Linked DNA regions of Ovis aries: region 2 is linked to region 1. A link is a contact called in public Hi-C data. All regions are on one chromosome and are shown on one strand. The core of a region is the stretch at or near the end of the contact, and the rest is flanking DNA. Distances in the headings are between cores, read along the strand shown.

The links. A called contact is a pair of places that touch in the nucleus more often than the background predicts.
Region 2: a contact with region 1 is called in a Hi-C map of muscle, with 4 times the contacts expected there. The contact joins the promoter of CDC40 here to the enhancer-like site in region 1. A contact is called at or near these places in 5 of 16 Hi-C or Micro-C datasets (hypothalamus, muscle, retroperitoneal adipose tissue and 1 more).

What each region holds. Positions count from the first base shown.
Region 1 is chr8:27,107,718-27,112,265 of ARS-UI_Ramb_v3.0, reverse strand. DDO (D-aspartate oxidase) reads right to left here. Exons shown (of 4, transcript XM_042253318.2): 3 at 4,249-4,418. The coding sequence starts at 4,352. Among named protein-coding and RNA genes, the nearest start is that of DDO, 11 kb to the right of the region's middle. Within about 2 kb of position 1,790, at least 12 of the 54 cell types and tissues checked have an H3K27ac peak or open chromatin away from gene starts, as enhancers often do. A contact at or near this core is called in muscle, where this site is marked.
Region 2 is chr8:27,332,549-27,336,640 of ARS-UI_Ramb_v3.0, reverse strand. It overlaps CDC40 (cell division cycle 40), which reads left to right and starts at 2,119. Exons shown (of 15, transcript XM_004011208.4): 1 at 2,119-2,327. The coding sequence starts at 2,139. The region is part of intron 1 of WASF1 (WASP family member 1); the gene reads right to left.

The sequences.
Region 1 (4,548 bases), core at 541-3,040:
ATAAATATATTCTGGTGTCAGTAATATAAATATATTATTTATAAATATATTTAATATATTATAAATATATTTAAAATAACTTATCACAGTTAGAATTTTTTAAATGCATTTTAGGTTTACAAAGCAATTAAATATATAGCATATAACTCTATTTATATACTCTAATTTTAACCTGAAAGTTTTAACCTCATCCAATGACCATCCCTACTGCTCACTCATTCTGTTACAATACATATTCTAATAAAATAAACTGTGATAAGTGGGAAATAAATTCTATCTCCCACTTCTCAGAAGATCCATCTCTGCCTTGGCCATGCCATGAACTTGTCTGTTTTAATTGAGCTAAGCGCTGTTCAGGCACAGAGCAGCTTCTGGTCCCTTTATAGAGGAGACCTGTTTCTGTGGGCAGAGTGGTCCAGAGGGAGCAGCTGGGCACCCTTTGTCAGTCCAGCAGGCGGGGTTTTCCTCCTGTAACTGTCTTAGGGCAGCGACTGGAGGCCCAGTGGAAGCCCCCAAGGCCATTGCCCCACATCTCTTCCCTAATAACCTTGTTGCCATCGTCAGAAAAAATAAACATCATTTTCCACTTTCCTGGCCAGTGCCCTTCCACCTCATCTTTGCATAACCAGGCAGAAAGCCTGCGGGGCGGGCAGGGGGCAGGGTGAAACGTGCTCACATTAGACCTGTATCTGAGGCCAATTTTTGCCCGTGGCTTGTCTGGTTAGGGGCCAGCAGCCAATGCTGGGTGAAGGAGGAATTCTCTAGGGCCCTGGAAAAGGAAGACTGTGCTGTAGCCGGCACAGGGTATGTTGGATGTGGGGAAATAGGAGTCCACTGTGCACAGGAAGGGACCTTTGCAAGGTGGACATTTGTAAGGCAGAGACGACCTGTCTCCCGCCTGATGTACAATCCATATTTCTGTCCATCTGCCGAGGGAGTGCTGTAGGCTCTGCTGTCAGTCAGGCCAAGCAAGAGAACAGAAGCTGTAGGCGACGTGAGACTGAAAAGTAACAGAGAAAACTCCATAGAGGAGAGAGAAGGAAGCAGCTCAGTGTAGTCAGTGCTGTGCTCAGTGCTGGGCCCCCTGGAAAGGAGGCAATGCACCAGAATCACAGGGCACCCAGCACTGAAATGGGGCACCCACTTTCTGAATGCCGCCCAAGACAGGACCATCCTGCTCCAGCTGGGATGATTTATTCAGGTAGGATGCCTGGAGAAGAGACAGGTTTAGTTGACATACTGCCCCTATGATTCATTTCCTGGAAGGGCAAGTACAAAGCAGCAGAATATGACTCCACTGGCCAACGATATAAAACATGATCTGCATGGCTGACTAACCTTCAGGGGGTTTTGTTCATTTGTTTGTTCTGGGTATTACTGGGCATACTTTTTTTTTTTTTTTTTGAGGAGAGGATTTCTTCTGTTCTTTGAAAAACACTACAGATTTAATTTGTTGTTAAGAACAATTTTTTTCTTTCCTAGAAATTAATATTGTTTCAGAAGGATAGAGCTTAGATTGAAGGCATTGTTGTGTGGCTTGCTGAGTGAAATGCCCATTTTTGAGTCAGAATGCTTTAGGCTGAACACTTGCATTATGTGGCAGGGGTGTAGGAGGCAATAGAACAGACCCTGGGCGTGAGGAACAAGCAGGGATTGTGTGGCTCCCCAGTTGGGTCATCCCCATGGTGGAGAGTGGGTGGCAGCCTACAGAGTGAGCCCCAGGATCCCACGCCCTTACCACAACACGGCCAGGCTCCCTCTTGGCCTGAGGTCCTTGATCTGAGAGGCTTGCCTTGGGCTTAGAGGAGTCCCAGCCCTACAAAGTCTGCCTCGGGTATGACACTCCTCCTCCTCCTCTACACTGGCCTTCTGGTCAGATGCCAGGGCCTGAGGGAAGCGGGGACAGCTAATCTTACAGAGAGGAGGCCCCTACATGCCCCCTCACTGCGGTGGGGGGGTATATGGAAGCCTGAGGTATTACAGGCCTAGAGGGGTCAAAGTGGTGGGGGGGTGGACAGCTAGGACAAGGGTCTCCTCATGGCTTCCCTGCAGCAGACAGTGTGCACTGTCTGCCCGAGGCACTCATGTTCCCACCCACTGTCATGGTTGAGGTGTGCATCAAACAAATAGACCTTAAAAGGCCTCCCCAGGACTCTCGGGGGCAAGAGCAGCCCCTTGGCCCTCTTCTCCTTGACTCTGTCACCTAAAGCCAGACAGGAAGAAGCGTGCTCCAAGGCACGAACCTCAGCTGGCTGGTCACCAGGCCCGATGGTGTTGCAGTCAGGAGGTGGCTCCCACTGGCACAAAGTACCACTTTTATTTTAAGTAAAGCAAAATGCTGACAGCAGGCTTCCAACTAATGAGAGGATATCAGGATTTTCCCCAGGCCTTCAGATCCCACAGTTAGTACTGAAAATAAGGGGTCAGTTTTCTAGGAGGTGATACTTTAGAAGCAGGCAGAACAAATTGTTCGGGTAATATACGTTCTCATGTGAAACTAGTTGAGGGTGGCGCAAAATAAATATGCATATATTGACAGTAAAGCTCTGTAACTTCTGGCTTGCCTAATAATTTCCCCTTAATTTTATTAAGGTAAGATAAATAATACCTTAACTAGGTATCAATAGCATTGGTACTTCCAAAGTTCTTTTTCTAGGCATTCTTATAAAGACAAAAGTGCAACACCATATAACCTTGCCACTCAGAAAAGATGGTGATGCCCTGAAAACTGGAATGTTGGCTGATGAGTAACTCCATCACATGAGGGCTCAAATATTCATTTATCACCTGATATACAGTGGTTTAAATTTCACATTTAAACAGGGGTTTATGGGCCAGCAAACAAGGCACAAAAGTGTAGGCTTTATAAAACTGGAACTTAAAAAAAAAAAAAAAGAAAGTCCCATATAAATTGCTAAGAGGTAAAAGTGAGACGAGCACTTACAAAGCTACAAAAACATATCATGATGTTCCCAACACGTGCCTAACAGACTTAGGTTCCCTCCTCTGCGCTCCCAATCCACCCTCATAAATTTGTATTTAACACTCAGCATACATGTAACTGTAATTGTTAATTAACATGTATATCGATACACATACACACACATACGCCATCACCCTCAGTAGAATTGACTAGCTTCTAGTACAGTGCTAGGTATACACAGAAGCTCAACAAAGAATTGTGGAATTAATTATTCCATTTAATTATCCTATATCCTACATCTGGAACTAAGTCATTGTTGCCACTGCTTACCTCAAGTCACTTTTCCAACTTTTATATAATAATTTGCTTTATTCCTATACAGATTCAGGCACTGAAAGGGCCAAAGTTTCACAACCCTCAACATGCTTGCAATTTCTGATGAAACAAGAGAGATTTATTAATGTGTCTTAAATAATGATACCCTTGTTGTGTTTCCTAACCAACTGGAACAGGAAGTCCTGAAAACCAAGCCAAAATACAAGTTCTTGGAATTTGGGCTGAACTTGGTAAGGAAGACATTACCTAATTTAGATAAGCCCTCAGTTTTAAGGTCCTTGTTAATAACAAAATAAAATAATGGAGTTATTTTCTTTTTAATTAATGAGAAAAAAATTCTAAAATACTGTATAATAAACCTAAGATTCTCTAAAGAACTAGAGGAAATCCTATCATTTTATAGCTGGAAGCCTATTCTCCAAATATCTCACTTTATAGATGAGGAAACTAAGGTTCTGTTTCAGCAAGGGGGTCTCAGTGGTGGGGAGACAGGGACCAACCTCTGCATCAGGGTGCACAGGGAAGCAGGAAATGGACGTGTTACTAACTTGGGCGTGTCTCACTCCTTGTGACACAGGGTCTCACAGACTATTTACTAAGCCCTACTCTTGCCTGGAAAATCTTATGGACAGAGGAGCCTGGTAGGCTGCAGTCCATGGGGTTGCTAAGAGTTGGACATGACTGAGCGACTTCACTTTCACTTTTCACTTTCATGCATTGGAGAAGGAAATGGCAACCCACTCCAGTGTTCTTGCCTGGAGAATCCCAGGGACGGGGGAGCCTGATGGGCTGCTGTCTATGGGGTCGCACAGAGTCGGACACAACTGAAGTGACTTAGCAGCAGCAGCAGCTGTTAATGCACACCAAGGCACAGTGCACAGAAGCTCTGAGGCACAACAGAGAATTTTCAGTCTCTATGTTATGAGAAGGTATGAAGGTATTTGTGGGTAGGACAGACAAAGGAAGCAGCAAAGTGCACTTCAACCAACCTTTTCTGCAACCACGGGAGGTAGGTAGGGCCTTCACATTTGAGTGTCGTAAAAGCATGACCAAACACATGTTGGGGGAATTTCTTCAGCTCATCCTTGGTCATCTTTCGAAATCCTAGCACCACATCAGCCCAGTATGGCACTTCTTCAGTAGGAATACTCCGAAATATCTGCCAACTCAAACACATTAAGTGGAAAAATTTCCTGAAGTTTTATGAGATTTCTAGCAAAACCCATGTAACATTCTCTAAAGCATTTTACAAACACACTTCTTATGCCTGTACAGAGAAAAAAAAAATC
Region 2 (4,092 bases), core at 870-3,369, 220 kb before region 1:
TGAGAGTTCGAAAGACTGAAACTGTGTCCATAACTATGATATAGTGCTATCAACAATTAGGAAAATGAAAGTTATCTCCCATACAAATTAAAGAACATCAGACGGGTTGCATAACCAATAAACCAATTACATCAATTCCTGGACAGAAACAAGACTTAGCTAACACGTGGATGTAACATCAAAAAATATTAAAATATAAAGCTGGGCACATATTGCATAGAAAACGACAGAATCAGACTGAATCGTGTTCAAGTATCTAGTCTAGTTGGGGATTCTTTAATAAATCGGCTGTAAGATAGGTTGTGAATGCTCAGGTCAGATGTGCTTTCTTTTTGCCATTATTCCAGTTCATCATCCGCAAGTGCAAGAGAAGGCGTCAGAGTACCGAAGCTAGGGGGCATGCTATAGCAAGGGGAAAAGAAAAATGGGAAAAGGTGCAATGGATGCTGCAGAGTTGAATAATTATCCGGGTGGCACAATGGGCGAGTCCCGCCGACGTCGGAGCTGGGGGAGCAGCTCCCTAACTCTGCCCAAGGCCCCCTCTCCCCAGAGCAGGCGTCGGAGACGACAGCCCGCTTCGCCTCCTCTTCCAGCGAAGAAAGGGATCCCCGCACTCGCTTTACCGTTATGTTGTGTCTTTACAGACACAGACTCGCGGCTCAAACACGCAAACGCACCAGCTGGCTTTACGGAGCCTCGGGCACGTAGCTCGAGCCTGGCTTCTCTGGCACCCGGTGCCGCAGGCGCCCCCGGAGCGAGCAGGCACAGAGGCGGGTCGCGGGGGCAGGGGCGCTCAGGCGGTGGCACCTCAGGTGAGACCCGCAGTCTCCCCGCCTAGAGCAGCCTCGAGGCGGTCCCCGCAACCGAGAGCCAGGCGCGCCCGCCGGCCGCCGGGACCCTGGGTCCACAGCTCCGCTGGCGGGTGGGCGGCCGGAGCTCTGGAAACCGCGAATGGCGGTGGGGGCCGTCGCGGGGGAGGCGCGCCCATCCCCACCACCTCTGGCTGGCTAGCGCTCCAAGCGCACCTCTCTCCGTTCTTGGCCAGTGGGGAAGAGTTCCTCTCCCGGTACCCTGACCCCCCGATAAACAATTCCTCAGAGACTCGCGCTCACCGAGAAATCTTGAGGGGCTCTTGCCTTACCCCTTCTTCATGCTTCGGCGGCGGCCGCCGGTCCCCTCAGCTCCCGGGACTCCACCTAGAGCCTCCAGGAGCGTCAGTCTCCCGGGTGGAACCCGCTGTGGGCAGTGGCCGAGGTACCGGGCCACGGGGAACGCCGCCTGCGACGTCCGCCAGTCACCGGACCCACCGTGTGCTCGACGCGCGAGCGAACAACACCGTGAGTCGCCGCCGCCGCCGCCCCCCACTCGCCCCCTCCTCGTTCGCGACGCTCCACAACCGGACGCGGAGACCCGCGCCTGAAGCAGGGGGGAACCGCTGGACTCTCGCCACCTAATCCCCCATCTTTCCCACCAGGAGCTATTCCCCGTCAGTCAACGTCTTCCCACTTAAGATTCTCACTTTCCTCTTCAGCTCTCAGTGCCCAGGTGCAGCTGTGGTGGGAAACTCAGCCCCCACCCACTCACCCAAAAGTGGGGGATGAATATCGCTCTTCCCCCCCTTTCCTGAGGCTTATATGGTATTGCCCAATCCTCAGTTTGGGGGAGGGGGACGGAGAGAACAGTGCTTGGCCGGGGAATGAGGGAAGATGATAGCCAATTGAATGAACCAACCATTCAGGGGCGGGGTCAAAGAGGGGCCTGCCTGCCCCGCCCCGCCCCTCGCTCCAAACTACAATCCCCATCGTGCCTCTTCCGCTTCCCGCCGCGCTGCACGCCGGGAGTGTAGCTCTGGGCGGCCTCAAGGTATTTCGGAACTCGTAGTCTTTAATGTAGTCACATAGGTCCCGAAAGTTGTAAACTATTATAAATCGCCTCTGTTTCCCTAGGTAAATATTTCCAAATCCCGAGTTCCATTGTACTTATTCTAATACTAGTTCATCGACTGTGTTGATTGTTTGAAAATGTAAATGGTTTCTCAGGAGAGGAACTAAATAATATCTATTACTGCAATCTGTCAGGACCTAAAGCTGCTCCTTCTTCCGCCAGGGCCTGGTCTTCACAGATTGTCTGTTGCCGTCATGTCGGCTGCGATTGCAGCTCTCGCTGCTTCTTATGGTTCGGGTTCAGGGTCCGAATCGGACTCGGACAGTGAGGGCGGGCGGTGTTCCTTGCCAGCCGCGGATTCCCTCATGCACTTAACTAAATCGTCTTCGGATAAGCCCTCTCTGGCAGTGGCAGTGGACTCCGCTCCGGAGGTGGCAGTTAAGGTAAGCGCTTTGGCACTGGTGCGCGGCGGGAATTGTCGGTTTCCCCTCCAAAATCCGACAATCACTTGTTAGAACCTGGGTTACCTGTTCTTCGGTCCTGACAGGTGAGTGGCTAACGCTTGGATTCTTCTCCCTCTGTAGGTCTTTATCGGGAGAAGCTGGGAATTGGAAGTTCAGAACAGTCCTCCACTCCCTGCTCTTGGCTCCCGTAGTCAGGAAGAGGGGGTGAAATTTGAATTTCTGTGTTAGGATGTATCCTGATTAGAGTAGGTGTAACAACATGCTGCTGCTGCTGCTAAGTCGCTTCAGTCGTGTCCGACTCTGTGCGACCCCATAGACGGCAGCCCACCAGGCTCCGCCGTCCCTGAGATTCTCCAGGCAAAAACACTGGAGTGGGTTGCCGTTTCCTTCTCCACTGCATGAAAGTGAAAGTGAAGTCACTCAGTCGTGTCCGACTCTTCGCGACCCGATGGACTTCAGCCTACCAGGGTCCTCCGTCCATGGGATTTTCCAGGCAAGAGTACTGGAGTGGGTTGCCATTGCCTTCTCCAGGTGTAACAACATAAACAAACCTAAATCAGAACTTCCCAGACTAGAGTGCGTGCCCTCGCTTTAAGTGAGCAGCGGCCTGGCTTTGTTTTGTTTTTGAAGTCAGAACTAGAATCTGATCCCGGCTCCACCACTTGTTTGAACTTAGGCAAGTTATACAGCCTCCTCAGTCTCCTCACCTGTACAATGGAGGTATAATTTTTAAAGCACCTACATAGATGAGAGGATTATTGTGACGAAATAAAGCTTGGTATCTAATAAAAGTGCATATATAAGGCAAGGCAGTGAGAAAAGACCTTGAATTTAAGAAATAGTGTGCATGATCCCAACTGAGGAAGGTGATAGAGGAAGAAATTGGGTTATATAGTTCCTTTAACAAGTGCTTATTGAACACATGTTACTTCCCAGAAACTGTTCTAAGAGCTGAAGATACAGAGGCCAATAAGCCAGACATCTTTGATACCTTGATGCGTTAGGTTTAGTGGAAAAAGCAGCCAGTAAAATGTGAACAAATGAAGTGGTTACAGAGTGGGTAGAGTGCTGTGAAGGAAAAAAACAGGACTCCATGAAATAGAGTTCTGCAATAGAGAATAAGGTAGAAGCCTGACTTCTCTAGATTGTTTAGGGAAGTCTTCTTGAAAAAGTGGCTTTGAGGAATAGGAAACAGCCAGCCAAGTGCCAGAGGATCAGACACGACTGAGTGACTTCACTTTCACTTCACTTCACTTCACTGAGTGACTTCACTTTACTGAGTGACTTCACTTTCACTTCACTTCACTGAGTGACTTCACTTTCACTTTTCACTTTCATGCATTGGAGAAGGAAATGGCAACCCACTCCAGATTTCTTGCCTGGAGAATTCCAGGGACGGCGGAGCCTGGTGGGCTGCTGTCTATGGGGTCGCACAGAGTCGGACACGACTGAAGTGACTTAGCAGCAGCAGCAGCCAAGTGCACAATAAGGCAAGTGTTTCCCAGCAAAAGGAGGTAGCAAACCTTGAGATGACAGCGAGATGAGTGTCTTTGAAGAACGGAGGAAACGTGTCTGTGTCTGGAGCTGGAGGAGAGCATCTACCAGTTGGTAGTACTGGTCCAGTAGAGCCTAATGGGGGTGGATCAGGAGCTCAGGATGTGGTGAGGGGAGGCAGTGTGCAAAAACTCCTTTCTAATTATGATGTTCCCAAGTGAGGTGCTACAACTTAAGTCTCTTACAGATT